Regions from separate parts of the Hordeum vulgare genome. Here region 1 is linked to region 2. Evidence: chromatin contacts called from public Hi-C data. All regions are on one chromosome and are shown on one strand. The core of a region is the stretch at or near the end of the contact, and the rest is flanking DNA. Distances in the headings are between cores, read along the strand shown.

Evidence for each region. A called contact is a pair of places that touch in the nucleus more often than the background predicts.
Region 1: a Hi-C map of leaf shows a contact between it and region 2, with 4 times the contacts expected there. The contact joins the promoter of LOC123441764 here to the promoter of LOC123441748 in region 2. A contact is called at or near these places in 4 of 6 Hi-C or Micro-C datasets (leaf and seedling) and 1 of 1 datasets of contacts at active chromatin or transcription factors (embryo).

What each region holds. Positions count from the first base shown.
Region 1 is chr1H:418,904,742-418,909,115 of MorexV3_pseudomolecules_assembly, reverse strand. LOC123441764 (UPF0603 protein OsI_019212, chloroplastic) reads right to left here and starts at 1,580. Exons shown (of 3, transcript XM_045118014.1): 1 at 1,088-1,580; 2 at 771-963; 3 at 254-639. The coding sequence starts at 1,510. The coding sequence ends at 392.
Region 2 is chr1H:418,766,849-418,770,890 of MorexV3_pseudomolecules_assembly, reverse strand. LOC123441748 (RNA demethylase ALKBH10B) reads right to left here and starts at 1,965. Exons shown (of 7, transcript XM_045118012.1): 1 at 1,276-1,965. The coding sequence starts at 1,795.

The sequences.
Region 1 (4,374 bases), core at 331-2,830, 140 kb before region 2:
TTGCGGAGGAGGAAGAGAGTGGGAGGGGAAGAGAGCCGTTGGTTCGTCCTTATCCAACTGGATGCGCACGACACGCTCAGGGATACAAGTAATGACGGATGGATCGTGCCGGGCCTAGGTGGCCCATTGGGGCCCAAGATACTTCGTGTTAGGCTGTGCTATCCGAAATGGCCTCGTCTGTGGGGTCGAACCCATGGTCCGCAGGTGCGGTGCCTTGTAAGCACGGTTGCTGACATATGATCTGTCAAATTCCTTGGCTCCGAACATTGCACACGAGTGCGGGTGCGCTTGCATTGATCTCTCTGTGTTCACTTCTAAAACTTTAGTCCAACAGAAAACCGGGGGGATTCGAAAAATTACTGTACTGTACAGTGCACGGCGCTCGACTGGATCACTTCTTGGAGATGTAGGCGTAGTACTGCGCCATGGGCACGACGAAGGCGATGACGAGCAGGCCGCCGACGACGAGCGTGAACTGCCCGCGCTTCTCGTCCGTCTCCTCCTTGCTCTTGAAGTTGGACTCCCGCTTGCTCTCCTGGAACGCCGGCCCGCCCGGGTCCGGCAGCCCGTCGATGGCCGCCACCAGCCGCTTCGCCGTCGAGAAGATCGCCTCGTTGTACTTCTCGTCCGTCGCCAGCACTGCAATGCAATGCATGCGAGCATATCAATCAAACGCTCATCTCATGCTCCGTCGCCGCCCTAGTGATGAACATCGTATACTATAGCATGCATCTAACGGTCATTATGGAAAGGGAGAGCTAATTGATTACCTGGGAGGTTCTCGGAGACGGTGGCGTCGAGGATGGCGTCGCCGATGGCCTGCACGAAGGCTGGGCCGCCGGTGATGGCGCCCTCCTTCTGGCTGGTGACGAGCACCACGATCCCCTTGTTGCTGCCCTCCTCCACCGTCGGGTACCACTTCTCCAGCACTTGGTCCGCGTACTCGAACGCGTCAGCTTTGCTCTGCACACACACACACACGTACGTACGTACGTACCCAGTGAGCAAGGGCACGCGTGAGCTTTTGGTAGCCGGCCGCCGGCGACGAGCCGCGCGCTTACTGATCGAGACACTGCACTGCACGTACCGTGAGCTTGCGGACGGTGACGAAGTTGATCCGGATGTTCTTGCGGGCCTCGAGGTCGCGGGCGAGGCGCTTCACGTCGGACTTTGTCACGCGGCTCAGCACGCCGGCGTCGTCCACCACGTACGTGTCGGCCGGCGGCCCGTCGTTGAGCACGTCGAACTCCGACGCCACGGCCGGCGCGGGCGCGGGCGACAAGGTCAGGGCCAGGGACAGCGCCGCCGCGGCGAGGCCATGGTGCAAGAACGACGCCCAGCTCCCGACGCCGCCGTCTCCATGCCAGGCGACGCCCGCCTGCGTCTGCGTCTGCTTCTTGAGCGAGCAGGAGACGGCGGACCTGCTGCACGGGACGGCGGCGGGGGCCGCTAGCTTCCTGGAGCCCCGGAGCGGGCCGAGCAATGCGGAGGGGGAGAGGAGGGTCTCCATGGCCGCGGAGCGGGGTGTGGGGCTTGTGAGGGGCAGAGATCACGCCGGAGTTGCTCTGCCGCGTCCATTTTGTTTGTTGTGAGCGGCGTCACTCGAGTCGGATCGTGATTGGGTGGCTGGGATTCTGGAGTCGGATAAGGCGCGGCTCCAGCGTGGACGCCCCGCCATGTCTGTCTCTGTCACAATGCGATGGAGTTTGCAGTTTGCATAGCTATATGGTTTTTTCTGCTGTTTGCGTCTACAGACTACAGGCATCGTGAACGGAAATGAAAAAACCCAAAGATAACCATAAACGGTTAGGGCTTGTTTGGTTCTCGCACCAACTTTTGCTTGCATCGCGTAGTTGGGCATGGCTGAGGAAAAAACATGTATATTTTTTAATATATGCATCTAGTTTGGTTGCTTGTATACCTTCTAGCCTGTACGACGTATAATGAAAGGTAACCTGTTTAGTTACCTGTTTGCTTAGGCGCAAACACAAGGCATAGTGTTTGGTTTGATGCAACGCCTGTTGTCTCATAACCTCTTCGACGAGGTGGTAAGATTACCAACATATATGGGCGCGTAGAAGAATCCAAAGGCACACAAAAGATAGCATATTAACATAGTTCTAAACCATAACAACCAGTTTTAAACATAGTACTATACTTAAACATAGCAGTTCTGAAGCAAAGCAACATGATATAGTCGATACTAAACCGGTTGGAGCAACGAATAGCCGTCCTAGACGTTCACGACAAAGGTGTCATCGTGCCTTCCGCACTTGGTCACTACTTCAATGGCGTCGTTGTTGAAGATGATGACCTTGAGCGTACTGGGAGTCAGCAACTTGAAGGTCACCATGTACCCGATTTTGGTCTGATGAACGGCGCCGAAGGTGGTTCAACCCTGTCGGGCAGTGACCATCCATGAATAGTCGGGGTTCGTCTTTAGCTCTAACTCTGTTAGCACGGTGAGGAAGTGCTTCGTGAAGTTTAGGGACATTGGTATGACCTCGAGCTTTGGGGCCATGATCACCTTGTAGAAGTGAGTTGGCCCACCCTCCTCATGTTAGTGCCCGTAGTTCCGACGCTTGTCGCTGGGGGGCTCCTCGGACACCACGTCGTTGTTCGTGTGCGGCACCTGAAAGGGCGTGTGCGGCACCATCTCCAAGGGCGGCACCACGTCCTTGCCCTTGTCCATGGGCGGCACAATGCAGTTTGCCTTCTCCATGGGCGACAACACCTCCTTGCACTTGTCCATCTCGATCTACATTATGAAGAGCACAAAGTTCAAAGGTTCATAGCCATTAAAACCTATCAGCCATAACCCCTTTATTTACCCATCCTCACGGTCACTACTTACCCACCACCTCACTCAGATAACTCTCTATGTCCGTCACTCTACCTCCTATCCGTTGCCATGAACTCCAATAGAAACCACAACCCATCCCCAACCCCTTCTGTCAGGGCATTGGACGGATGCCTTTTTTCCTCGGGTGCTTGCTCGGTGACCGCACCAAGTTCGAGAACACCATGGAAGTCTGCTCGAACTTCAGCATGGAAGAAATGCACAAGGAGTGAGACGCTACGGCGAGGAAGACAACTTTGGAGGAGTTGAAGACGATGATTCCTGACACAACAAAGGGTACTATGTCAGTCGATATCCTTCGTTGGTCCATTAATCAGGCCGACTCCGGTGACGCTGGACATAGGGCAAGGTGTCACAACCCTAGTTTTACCCTTGCTTGCGAAGCATTCATGCATGCATTTTTATTTTCTTTTGAATTTGAAATGAGGAAGTGATCAAGCGTGAGGAACCAATTTTTGTCAAATAAGAAATATAAAAATTGCTTCAAAATGATCCAAGAAAATGACCCTCGTTTTCGAATAAAATATTAGCATAATGTAAAAATGTCAACCAATATTTTTGAAATCAGAGAAACATTTATTTTGGACTTCTGAATTAATCAAACAATTATTTGAAATGGAATTATATTTACTATATATATAATTTAGTTCCATATATCATGAAACTTATTATGTGGCATTGGATACTTCCATTCATATCACATGATAATTTCCAGAATTTTTAGAAATGGTTTTATATTTTATTTAAAACCAAAACAAATTTTGGAAAAATAGGAAATAAAGGAAATAGAAAAAAGCAAAAAACTACCTGGCGCTCACCTGGGCCAGCCCACCCCACCAGGGGCATCCCTGTCTTCTACCTCTTGCTAAAAGGCAGAGGAGAAGCAGGGGACAACGCCGGCCATGCGTGCCACGCACCAGGCTGCTTGCGTGTGCCTCGGGCCACGCCGTCGTCGGGGATGAGATCCCCACAGCCGCCCGGATCGGGATGACTCCCTCTCCTCTCTTCCCCCTCGCTATTTCTCTCCCCCTATCTCTTGGCCGACGCAGCCATGACCGTGCTCCCCTGACCACCATAGCTACCGAGCTTCCCTCGACGCCCCTCCTTGTCTAGAAGCTCCGCCGACATCCTCCTCGTCTTCACGCCAGAAGAATTGAGCTCGAGCGCCCTGCATCGTTGCCACCGCCGTCATCTTCTTCGTCGGCTCCAGCGGATGCTCGCGTGCGATTCGTCGCCTCCGGCACCTCCCCGACTCAGTTGAGCCCCTCTTTTGGTCCTCAGTGAGCCGCTAATGCTCCCCCCTCTCCCCGTGGTCCATTCCGTCCCCTAGCTAGCCCCCTGCCGGACCCGAGATTGAGCCGTCGCCATGAGCTCGCCTCCAGTGAGCTCACGCCACCCCAGCTCCCCATGTTGCCCCTGCTAGTTGCACCGCACCTCTAGCACGCGATAGCCGCAGACCGCACGCAAAAAGGTGCATCGCAGCCTCGTTTTCATCGAAACCGAGCTCCGGCCGC
Region 2 (4,042 bases), core at 716-3,215:
TCACATATAATTGTCGTTTCAGACCCTTCTTTTTTGACCCGGTGACCAAGCGTGGTCATTCATCACCGTCACCCCCAGCCCGAAGATGAAGATGGAAGACCTCAATTCGAGCCGCGGAGCACTTGAAAAACACAGCCCGGAAGCAGAAGAGTTCAAACTCGGTGTCATCGCCAATTAATCACCCCATTCAAAAGGGCGAAGGACGCAAAGGTTTTGTCGAGACCGCCGTTTGCCAAATCTGATGACACCCAAGGCACATGCTACCCAGATTCACCTGAAATATTTTATGCCGCCCGCCCTCCGCGACGGCGAGGCTACAGCCTAGCATTGCTGGAGTATATGCCCCCAAAATGGAGCCCGCCCCCATGGCAGCCTGTTGGCGCTCCACAGCAGACTGCAACGCACAACGGTGCCCACGAGGTGGAGTGGAACCGCCGCGAGCTGGCCGGCCGGACAAGGCGTCAGAGTCCCCGCCACGGCGCGGCACGTTTTGCACCCCCGACGGGTGATAGGAGTACATTAATTTGGCAAAAAAGCAGCCACACCAAAAGTAAACACATGAGCTAATTAGGTTACTGGTGGCGGGTAGCGGCCGTACTGTCCAGTACTGCTCTCCCAGGCCCAAAAGGGTGGCCGAGCGAGGAGGGCGCGTGCAGTGCGGGCGAACCGAAAATAAAGTTGGCGCACGGAAAGAGAGGGCGGACGGCGTCGGGGGAAAAGCCGTAGGGTTTTCTACTCCCAGCGACCTCGTGATGCCGTTTCACGGGGAGTGCGCCGCCGCCGGCACCTGTGGCCAGGATTGACCGGCCGAGGCTGTCTCCGCCGTCCGATCCACGCGACCTGGACTAATAACTCTTCCTTTGGTGGCCCTGCACGGAAAAATTATTGGCTCTCTCGCTCCAGTTTTTCCCCCTAACCACCGGGCTTGATGGGCCCGGTACGCCGGTTCGACGAACCAACACGTAAATAATTAACGATACCATAAAGATGGAGTCATTTCGAAGCCTAATTCGGACCCCTTTTTTGGTTATTATTTGGCCCCGATAAAACAGGAGATGTTTAAGTGGGCAAAAGCTTGCGGAAGAAACCACGGGCAAAACAAACGTAACGACCAGATCCAACCGTCTGCGTGGCGGGGCCAAAACGGGAGATCGGTTCCACAGACGGATTGAAACTAACGGAAGGATTCGAATGCGGCCGGAAAGGGAAAAAATTTGAGGTGCTACGCGCACACGAGGATTTTATAATAATTTATAGAGAGATGGTTGTACTTACGTCCGTCGTGGACAGCGTCGTCTTCCGTGGAGGCCGCCTTCCGCTCCGACGAATCTCCCGAGGAATCTTCGCCGTCCGCCTCCTGCTCGCGGCCCGCGTCGACGGGGTGGACGGCGACGTCGGGCTGCGCCTCCGGTATAGGCTCGGGCTCCGCGGCGACGGTGACGACGAGCTCGTCCATGGGCTCGTGGATCACCGTGGACGCGGCCTCCTCCTCGGAGTAGGCGGCGGCGGCGCGGGCGTCGGAGACGCGACGCAGCTCGGCGGCGACGTCGGCGACGGAGTAGAACTTCTGCATGTGGAGGACGGGGAACCAGTTGAGGCGGCGGCGGTGGAGCGCGGCGAAGACGGCGTCGTAGTCGGCCCCGCCGATCTGCGCGAGGTGGCCGCACAGCGCATCGATCACGGCGTTGGCGGCCGCGAACTCGCCGCGGTACCACCCGATCACGGCGTCCCTGGCCGCCACCTGATCCGGCGCCGCCACCGGTGACCCCGGGGCCCCCGCCGCCGGTGTCGTCATCCCTCCCGCGATCGCCAGGCTACCCGCTCCCCTCCCACTAGCCACTGGCTGTCCCTCCTCCTCCTCCCCGAATTTCCCTCCCCGGACGTGTGCGTGCCGCTCTCTCCGCCCAAGCTTTTTGTAATGGCGTCAAGGTGTTCGACGCCCGGCCTGTTCTAAATCGGCTTGGTATTGTGGGGAGCGCTTCTCTCTCGGGGGCGCGCCTATAAATACCCCCGGAGAAGAAGCGGCCGAGGGTACCCGTAGCCAACAGCGCCCAGGGGCGGGGTGACGTGGCGCCGATTAGCGGGTACGGGCGCAGATCCGACAAGGTGGTGGCAGCAGTTAGTTTTTTTTGGTCAGCCTCGCTTTGGTTGTAGGTGGCTCGACTCCACCCGGCCTACGGGGGCGCGTGTGGACCGCGCGCGCGCTGCACACAGAGAATGGGCTGCGCGGTTCGGCGCACTGGGACGTCACTCACCGTGGCGGATGGCCTCGGGATGCACTGTCGCGACGGCGTGAGCCAGGTCCTTGGGCCCGTCCTTGGACCGGGATACCGGGTGGCCATGCGTGGGAGCCTGGTTGGATCACGCACCATCCCAGCCGTCCATCTCAGGACCCCGCACCCTCGTTCGGTTTTTTGTTCTTGTTTGTGCAAGATATGATTGGGGACAGGCGAATAGGGAAGTTCTTTTTTTACTGTCTATTGGGTGTGACCGCGCATGGATAGGCTGTAGAGCCCTGTTTTGGGAAGTAGGTAATTCAATCAATGAATTATCCAGCTATTCGCATGCTTACACATTTGTAAAATTCACACGTTTTGACTTTTGAAGATGGGATATGCACAATGCACTAGACGTCCACAATGGTTTGACCTCAGCCTTCTCTTAGAGTTTTGTGTATGAGTCTCATGGAGATTTGTCTCTTTGTTATTAAAATAGGTGGCCTCTCAACTGATGAGAGCATTTACGGACGAACGTAGCAAATATGACTTCCTCAACATCCGCGGACACGTCCGGTCAGTGACCGGATGTGCCCCTATTTGTCCATCTGCGCATTCATAATTCTTATTTTCTTTCTCATATGTCCGATCACTTGCACATGATTGATGAAGAGAAAGAGAGAGAAAAAAAAAGATGGTCTAGGATGGGGTCGCGTCCTACGTGGCGGACTGACTGGGCACGCTCGGGCACGTCTGCGAGTCCTCATATCCTTCCTATATTTTTCCTCCATATGAGGGTTTCCGGACAGCCCGGGCGTATAGGGATGATATCAGGGATTCGATTGAGCCTTTTTTTTTCATTCTCTCTCCTGAGCGGGCGTGTCCACGGGTGTATCATAGGTCCTACATTGTGCGACATATCTTATTTTCATTGTGCAGATGTATCTTCTTTTCATGATGTATTTTTTGTAAAAGAGGGGGGGGGGGTGTTGTTCAAGAGCATTATAGCGACGATCATAATTATACACAACATTCTTAATATCAACAAGCTTCAATGTAACCAACATCCTTAATACCCTCGATAATCATGAACGTAGGTTGCGACCTACTCCTAAAGATTATGGGATTTCTTTCCATCCAGATACAGTGAAGCGCATGTAAGGCTAGTCATAGTGGAGGTATCTTAGCTGGTAACATACACTCGGGAATATCAAACATGCTGATGTGGCATAGAATTAAAGATGAAAGAGAGGGTTAGAGTAACATACGTAGATATCATATCATGTTAAATGTTATGCTACTTTGTGTCATGCATGACAATAAATAAAGGCATATATGATACTACTCGATGTAACTATGCACTATGAAGGTAATATCATACACTTGTATCATATGCATGATACTAATATATGATAGTCTCCATTATGAGTAGCCTAAGGCCATAGAGAACCTTCCCCTCGTGCAAGCTTCACACGAGACGCTAGCCTTGGTCCACCAAACAAAGATGGAACACTTGCCTCGATGTGCAAGTTATTGCACTCCTATTCTCCAGAGAACCTAGGCCCCCATAGCTCATGGGCGTAGGTGAGAGGGAGTGGCGAGCATATGGCCAATCAAGTCATCGACGTGGCGATAAGAGCAAGGATAATGACTGGGTGGTAAATTGTGCATCGCCAAATGACCATAATGGTTCAACACTGTGGGTCATGCATACATCTTAAACTTCAACGACGCCCTTGGTTTCCGCACAAGATCTTCCTAGCCATAGTTGGCCGACCCCACAAAAATCATGCGAAATGCTAGTGAGCAAAATGTTTCCATATCTG